2 separate regions of the Mus musculus genome follow, and region 2 is linked to region 1. The links are chromatin contacts, called in public promoter capture Hi-C maps. All regions are on one chromosome and are shown on one strand. Each heading gives the region's core, a stretch centred on a gene start, on an enhancer-like site or on the middle of the called end of the contact. The rest is flanking DNA. Distances are from core to core; before and after follow the strand shown. Region 1 holds the start of Agr2 (anterior gradient 2). Region 2 overlaps Crppa (CDP-L-ribitol pyrophosphorylase A).

Region 1 (3,212 bases), core at 515-3,014:
TGAAAGTTAATACTAAGAAAAACTGTAGTGGATGATAATGAATAGGGCTATAAATGACACAGTACATTGCATGAATGGGGGAAGGAAGGCCATGTAGGTTGTGTTTCATGTCACTAAAGGTACCCATGGCCCACACCACAGGCTGCTGCAGACTTAGAATCTGGTAAAGGCAAATGCTAAAGTTGCCCAGAAAGCAATGTAAAAGCACAGTGTCTATCTCTAGCTTTGGTATGGGTCTTGAAGTCAAATAGACTCTAGGAAGGAAGCAGGGTAGATTGTCTTGGCTTAGTGCTTGGAAGAGGGAAGACCCTCATAAAATATGAGCCTGAATGGGGAGCCTTTGCTAGACTAGATGATTAGCAAGATGTTGCTTAGTTACCAATCCCAAGGGGTGCCCTCAATTAAACTGGCCAGCTGTTATCCAAGTCTTAGAATAGAGACACACAGTGGCTCAGAAAAGCTATAAGGCAGAGCAGTGATATGTCATATTTTTCTACATATATAAGGATGCAGGAATGCTATGCTAACAATGATTCTTATCATCTAAAATTTTATAATAACAACTCAAGTATATTATAATCTAGCAATACCTAGCAGCCTTCTTAGAATTATGAGTTCTGTTTAATATTTAAAGCTGAAGTACTTCATGTGAGACTTATACTATTTCTGGAATACAAGCTGGTTCAGAAGTACAGATTACCTTCCTTGGTTTTATTAACAAATATTTGATTACATGTTGTTTATAGCAGCACTTACATATGTTGAAAATGTAAAAGTAAATTGGTGGCAAAGCGGTGTATTTAGTCCAATTGTTTGCTGTATAAATGGCTCTTAGGACTCCTTGTAATGGCTCTACAGATTACAGGCTGGAACTATTGATATGTCCTATGCATTTTATGACAGGATACGTCAAGGAAGGTTAAGATAACACTGCTGTACAAACATCCCGCTCTGAGATTATGGCTTTCTGAAATTCACTCTACTGCATTTTCATAATGAAAACATTCTATTCTGCACACAGTCTACTCTACAAACATCCTCTGTAAACCCCTTGAAGCACAAAGCCCCAGTGTCTGAAGACATCATGGGGGGGCATTGATAATTTGCAGACCCTCCCCTCCCCCGTGCCATTGATCACCCCCTCCCCCAAACTGGTGCATTTTACTGTTGCTCTGCCCCCATCTTGTCTTGAACAATTAATGTCCACGTTGGCACTGCCTATAACTCTGTTGCTGTTGCTTCAGGAAGTGCCCAGCTCTCCCTTCTGACAGTCTTAAAAACTGAAGACGACTTAAGTACACTGTTTCCTGATTTGCAATAATCCCAGGGGTTCGTCTGAGCTGAGTTTCTACAGTGGAGGAACCCAGGGGCCTTTGCGTTACCCTTGCGTTACCTAGTGGGAGAGGAGCAGCGATTCACCCAGAATTCTCTGAACCCTAACACAGGTTTGAAAACTCTTGATTTCACCCTCCCACTCACAAACCTCCAGTTCCCTGAGGGGTCAAGTGTCACACTGAACCTAGGCATGCATGCGATCCTCCACTGCTCTTTGCTAAAGAAAGGCCCCTGCAAGCTGCCATGAGATTGGGCGATACTCTTTCCAGAGCCTGCTTTCTGCCCCGGGAACCTTGGCTTCATCCTGTCGGTTGAATACCTGCAACTGTGTGCACAGCAACCAAAGCTTACTCTAGCAAGTGCAATGCTTGTCAATTGCCTTACCTGGGCTTCCCACCCTCCTGCTTTGTGTGAGCCGCAAGGGTTGCCGTCCAAGTTTCTCAGTGTGCCAGCGCAGCGCTGAGCCTGTATTTATGGGCAGAGCACACCCCAATCCCACCCACTAATCCTGTTTCCACAGGCTGCTAACTCAGAAGCAAACTTTTCCTCTCCCAAGCAATTGTCTTCTCTGGGTTAAGACGTTCCTTGTTTGTTTGTTTGGTCTTTTTTAAAGCAGTCGTTGAAAAGGCTGTTGATTTTGTTTGAGTACCAGCGTTTTTTAACTGTTGTTGAAGGTATTATTGTGAGTAGTTTTGGAAAAGCTGGGCAGTATGCCAAGTCCAGGTAAGCTTTAAATGAAGACGTTTGATTGGTCTGAAGGCTGATTTGTCTGTATGTGATTGGATAGAAGTTGTGGTTTATAGGTATTCATTTCCTCCCTCTTGGGCAGATTGCATTTATTTAGCTTTTTTTTTTTTTTTTTTTTTCTTAAGGATGATTCACAGTTCTAATCCTTCTTACAGTTATACAGCTGGCCATGCTCGATCACAAGACATGTTATTTTCCACAATATCATTTTTTGTGTGCGCTTTAATCACAGGTATAAACCCCGCAAATCATCGCCATGGACTCTTCAAACTCGGAGAGGTTATTGAAGAAAGGAAGGATAGGATAATGTTGTGAGCTAATAATGGCCCTGATGATTAATATATGTGTACAAATGTGTGTTTGTGGGTGTGCATCGCAACATCAGGAGATCACAAAGAATGACCACACAGTACCACCTCAGTAGCATAAAAGAATTACCCTCGCCTACGCATCTCAAAGCTACTGTAGATATTGGCTTCGTTTCAGGACTGATGTACCAAGGATGCCACAGATACCCCAGTATGTGCAGGATGTTGTAATAATTACCTCATCTTTGTTGTACCATAACCAGAGCTTTACCAGCATGAAATTAGACACAGGAATACTCCAGGATAGCTGTTATATCATTATAGTGAATTACAGCAAATTAGAGATGTTTTTAATTACCAAGAGGTATGGTTGAGATGTGTTTTAAAGGAATCCATGTGCTGTAATTCCCAGGACCTCATCAGATGATCATACACAGAGAGAGGGTCTTAAAGAGAGATTAAGCATTTGTTAAGTATGTGCAAGGCTCTGAATTTGATTCTAAGTACCACAGTAAGTAAATAAAATGAAAGTAATTGAAATAAATGAATAAGAAATTTAAAGTAAGTGAAATAGGTCATTAGACTGGGTTCTAATCTAATATGACTGTTATTCTCATAGGAAAGAAACTTAGGTCAGAGACACAGGCACATAATGACTTCATCTACAGGCCAAGAAGAGAAGAACCTAACGCTGCTGACACATCAATGGTCTGTGTGGAGCCTCCAGGATTGAGCGAAGGTGAATCGCCGATGCTTCAGCCTCCCAGGCTGTCCTGTTCCTGTGGAAGCAGGGACCCTACGTTCATCCCAAGCCTCTTCCTC
Region 2 (3,212 bases), core at 386-2,885, 670 kb before region 1:
TATCCTGTAGCCTGGCCTGGCCTGGCCTTAAACCCATTTTGTAGCCTAGGGTAGCCTCAATCTCCTCATAACCCGCCTGCCTCAGCCTCTTGAGTGCTAGGGTTACAGCCACAAGCCCAGCTTCAAGTTAATGTTACCCAAATCCCATCAGTACATATGACAGATAGCAGCGTTTGAATTTTACAAATGGAGAGAAACTGCAGACAGCTAGAATCAAGCTTCCATTCACTTTGTAGAGCACAGTCTCAGAAGACAAAAAGAAAAAAAAAAAAACTATGACATCACTGTCTCCTCGTCTGTATTCCCATCCTTCCCACTTCCCACTTCCCCTTCCCTGCTTTCCCAGCGCGCCCACTGCTGGGGCATGTTAGGCTCAGGCGGTGGAGGCCTACTCCTGCAGTGGTTCATGGGATAAAGTTTCCTTAACTTCTTCAGTGGGCATCATTTTCTTTAGCATTAAAGAGAAGCAACTCTATTTATAGAGATAAAGGTGGACCGTTTAAAGGGATAGAAAGCAAAGCAATGCAAATAATACCTCTACAAAGATAGGGCTTTTCAATGTACATTAAACCCTTGGTATGCTGAGAAGGAAATTTAAAGTTATACTGAGTCAGTTTTCACACACAAGGTGATCTATTTTAGATCATTACTAGTTTTAAATTAATATAAAATCAAATGTGTCTATAAAAGATGAAATACTAACAGTTAAACATGATTATATAACTCAAAACCCTGGGAAGAGGGTATCAGAGTATAACAAACCGCATGAGGAAAATTCCAGTATTCAGACACTTATTCCAAGGAAAGGAAAATAGCTTTTCTAAAGCTTTATTATTAATCACTGAAAATTAGAGATTCCAACCAAGAAGCCAAAACTACAGAACATCAGTATTCAATAGCAGTGCGAGAGTCAGTCCTAGCACTGAAAGCATGCTTCTAGATGACTTCCCTGCCCTTCCCCAATAAGTATTGCTCTTACCCATGTCGTACTTGAAGCCAAACTTCCTGCTGTGTCCTAGGTTTATAGGTGTGAACCTGGGTAGGTCCATAATGTGTGTGTGTGTGTGTGTGTGTGTGTGTGCACACGCGTGTGCGCGCACGTGCATGGATGTGCACACCTGCAGGACAGAGTCTTTAAAATAATATCAAATATAACTGTTCATTTTAAGAATCAGCACCAGAAAATTTCCTATGTGGTATAACACATATTCACAGCTCCATAACCATTCTCCACAATTGACCAAGCTCAGTTCTGTGTTATGGCATTGATACAAACTAATGAGAGAACTAAATCCCCAGGGTCCATAATAAATCCCTAAGAGGAGAGGTGAAACACTCACAAGTCAAGGATTTGTAACTTCTAGACAAAAGCTAGAAGTACATATGGTTTCCCAAATGATAAGGGAATAAAAGGAAAAAGGAGCCTGTAAAACAGATGTAGTGGACTGAAAGCAAATATTTACTGAGTCAAAATGTCATTTTCTGTTATAGTCATATGGGCATGCATATACATTACAAAGGTAGGCAGGAAGCCTTGTCAATGTCAGAAACTGTCAGGCACAAGGTGATAAGCCATACGGGACAACAGATACCAGAGCCCAGCAAGCAGAGCAAAGGCAAAAATAAAAATTTAAACCAAACACGCATTGATTTGACTGTCACGGTTGATGGGGTTTGGCAGGCTCCCTGGCAGGGTCTGTTTTATATTGAGAAATAACAAACGTCTGCTTTCTCTGCCGACATGTTTGCAGTGAGGTGTAGGACACAGGAAAGACTAAGCAACATTTAATTGTTGCTCCGGCATTAGAATAAGCTGAAAAAGATCTGGGCAGAACACAGAGAGCAGCACATTAGGATTCTCTTGTGGCATCCTGGAAACCCAACAAAGGAAATGTTAACATGTTTTCCATTCTCTCAGCCGAAAGCATAATTCTCCAGTTTCCTGGATATACTAATTTCATAAAGAATAATTTAAGTGTTATATAGAACACACACAATCAAAAGGAAAAGACAGGCTGCAAAATCTTTCTTCCTTTTAATTGTTTATTCATTTTGATTGGGATTGGAAGGCCTTTAAAAAAAACAATAAATGCCTGGCAGCTATAAATAATTAAAATCTAGCAGAGCAATAATAATTACAAGAAAGAAAGTGTCCATCTTGATTATACACATTTCCGGTGAAAAGAATGGGAGAGACTACCACATACTGAACAGTCAGCTATGAAAGCAAAAACAGATAGTAATCATTATAGGGATATAAGGAAAACAGCTGCCATTCCAAGGTCAGAGGCATAATTTCTATAATTACCCACAACAGTCTTGTAGAAGTATATTCTTGTAACAAGATGAACAGTTTATTTCCAGGACTTAAAACAATGCAAAGACAGTTTGCACCAGGATGTGCCCTGTTCAGGTTGGTATCGTTTGGATAGTCAGTGAGTAAAAAAATATCACAGGTAAGAAACAGACTATTCAGAGCAAGTACGAGATCTGTAGTTTGCCTCATTTATTTAAAGTTAGTGTATGTTAATCACACAAAATAAAAATAACTAGTTTCATTGTGAACTATTCACGGCTTCACCTGCTGTCCTCTGATCACGGTCACCCCCATTACTATCTTTCCTCCCATACCATTACCATCTCTTACAGTCTTTCCTCCCATTACCATCTCTTACAGTCTTTCCTCCCATTACCATCTCTTACAGTCTTTCCTCCCATTACCATCTCTTACAGTCTTTCCTCCCATTACCATCTCTTACAGTCTTTCCTCCCATTACCATCTCTTACAGTCTTTCCTCCCATTACCATCTCTTACAGTCTTTCCTCCCATTACCATCTCTTACAGTCTTTCCTCCCATTACCATCTCTTACAGTCTTTCCTCCCATTACCATCTCTTACAGTCTTTCCTCCCATTACCATCTCTTACAGTCTTTCCTCCCATTACCATCTTTTAGTCTTTCCTCCCATTACCATCTCTTACAGTCTTTCCTCCCTAGCCTTCTTTCTGCTCTATAGCTGTCTCCCTGTTTCTTCCGTCTCTCCTGTCTCTAAATTCCACACATGAATGAAAATGTGATTCTTCTCATTTAGAATTTGCTATGTCACTTAACATCACGATCTCCAGTCACCTCTCTTTTGCTGCAAAGGAAATGATTTCTTGTTTGCGACTGAATAAAATGCTCTGAGTAGACATCACAGTTTGGTTACCGAC

The links. Promoter capture Hi-C pulls out the DNA fragments that hold promoters and counts their contacts.
Region 2: a promoter capture Hi-C map of the HPC-7 cell line shows a contact between it and region 1, with 5 times the contacts expected there. The contact joins the enhancer-like site here to the promoter of Agr2 in region 1. A contact is called at or near these places in 7 of 39 promoter capture datasets (3T3-L1-derived adipocytes, the C10 cell line, the HPC-7 cell line and 4 more), 2 of 484 Hi-C or Micro-C datasets (cerebellum and ventral hippocampal neurons) and 1 of 9 other capture datasets (liver).

Annotation. Positions count from the first base shown.
Region 1 is chr12:35,991,477-35,994,688 of GRCm38.p6, reverse strand. Agr2 (anterior gradient 2) reads right to left here and starts at 1,764. Exons shown (of 8, transcript NM_011783.2): 1 at 1,720-1,764.
Region 2 is chr12:36,665,409-36,668,620 of GRCm38.p6, reverse strand. The region is part of intron 9 of Crppa (CDP-L-ribitol pyrophosphorylase A); the gene reads right to left. Among named protein-coding and RNA genes, the nearest start is that of Mir5099, 150 kb to the left of the region's middle. Within about 2 kb of position 1,635, at least 8 of the 459 cell types and tissues checked have an H3K27ac peak or open chromatin away from gene starts, as enhancers often do.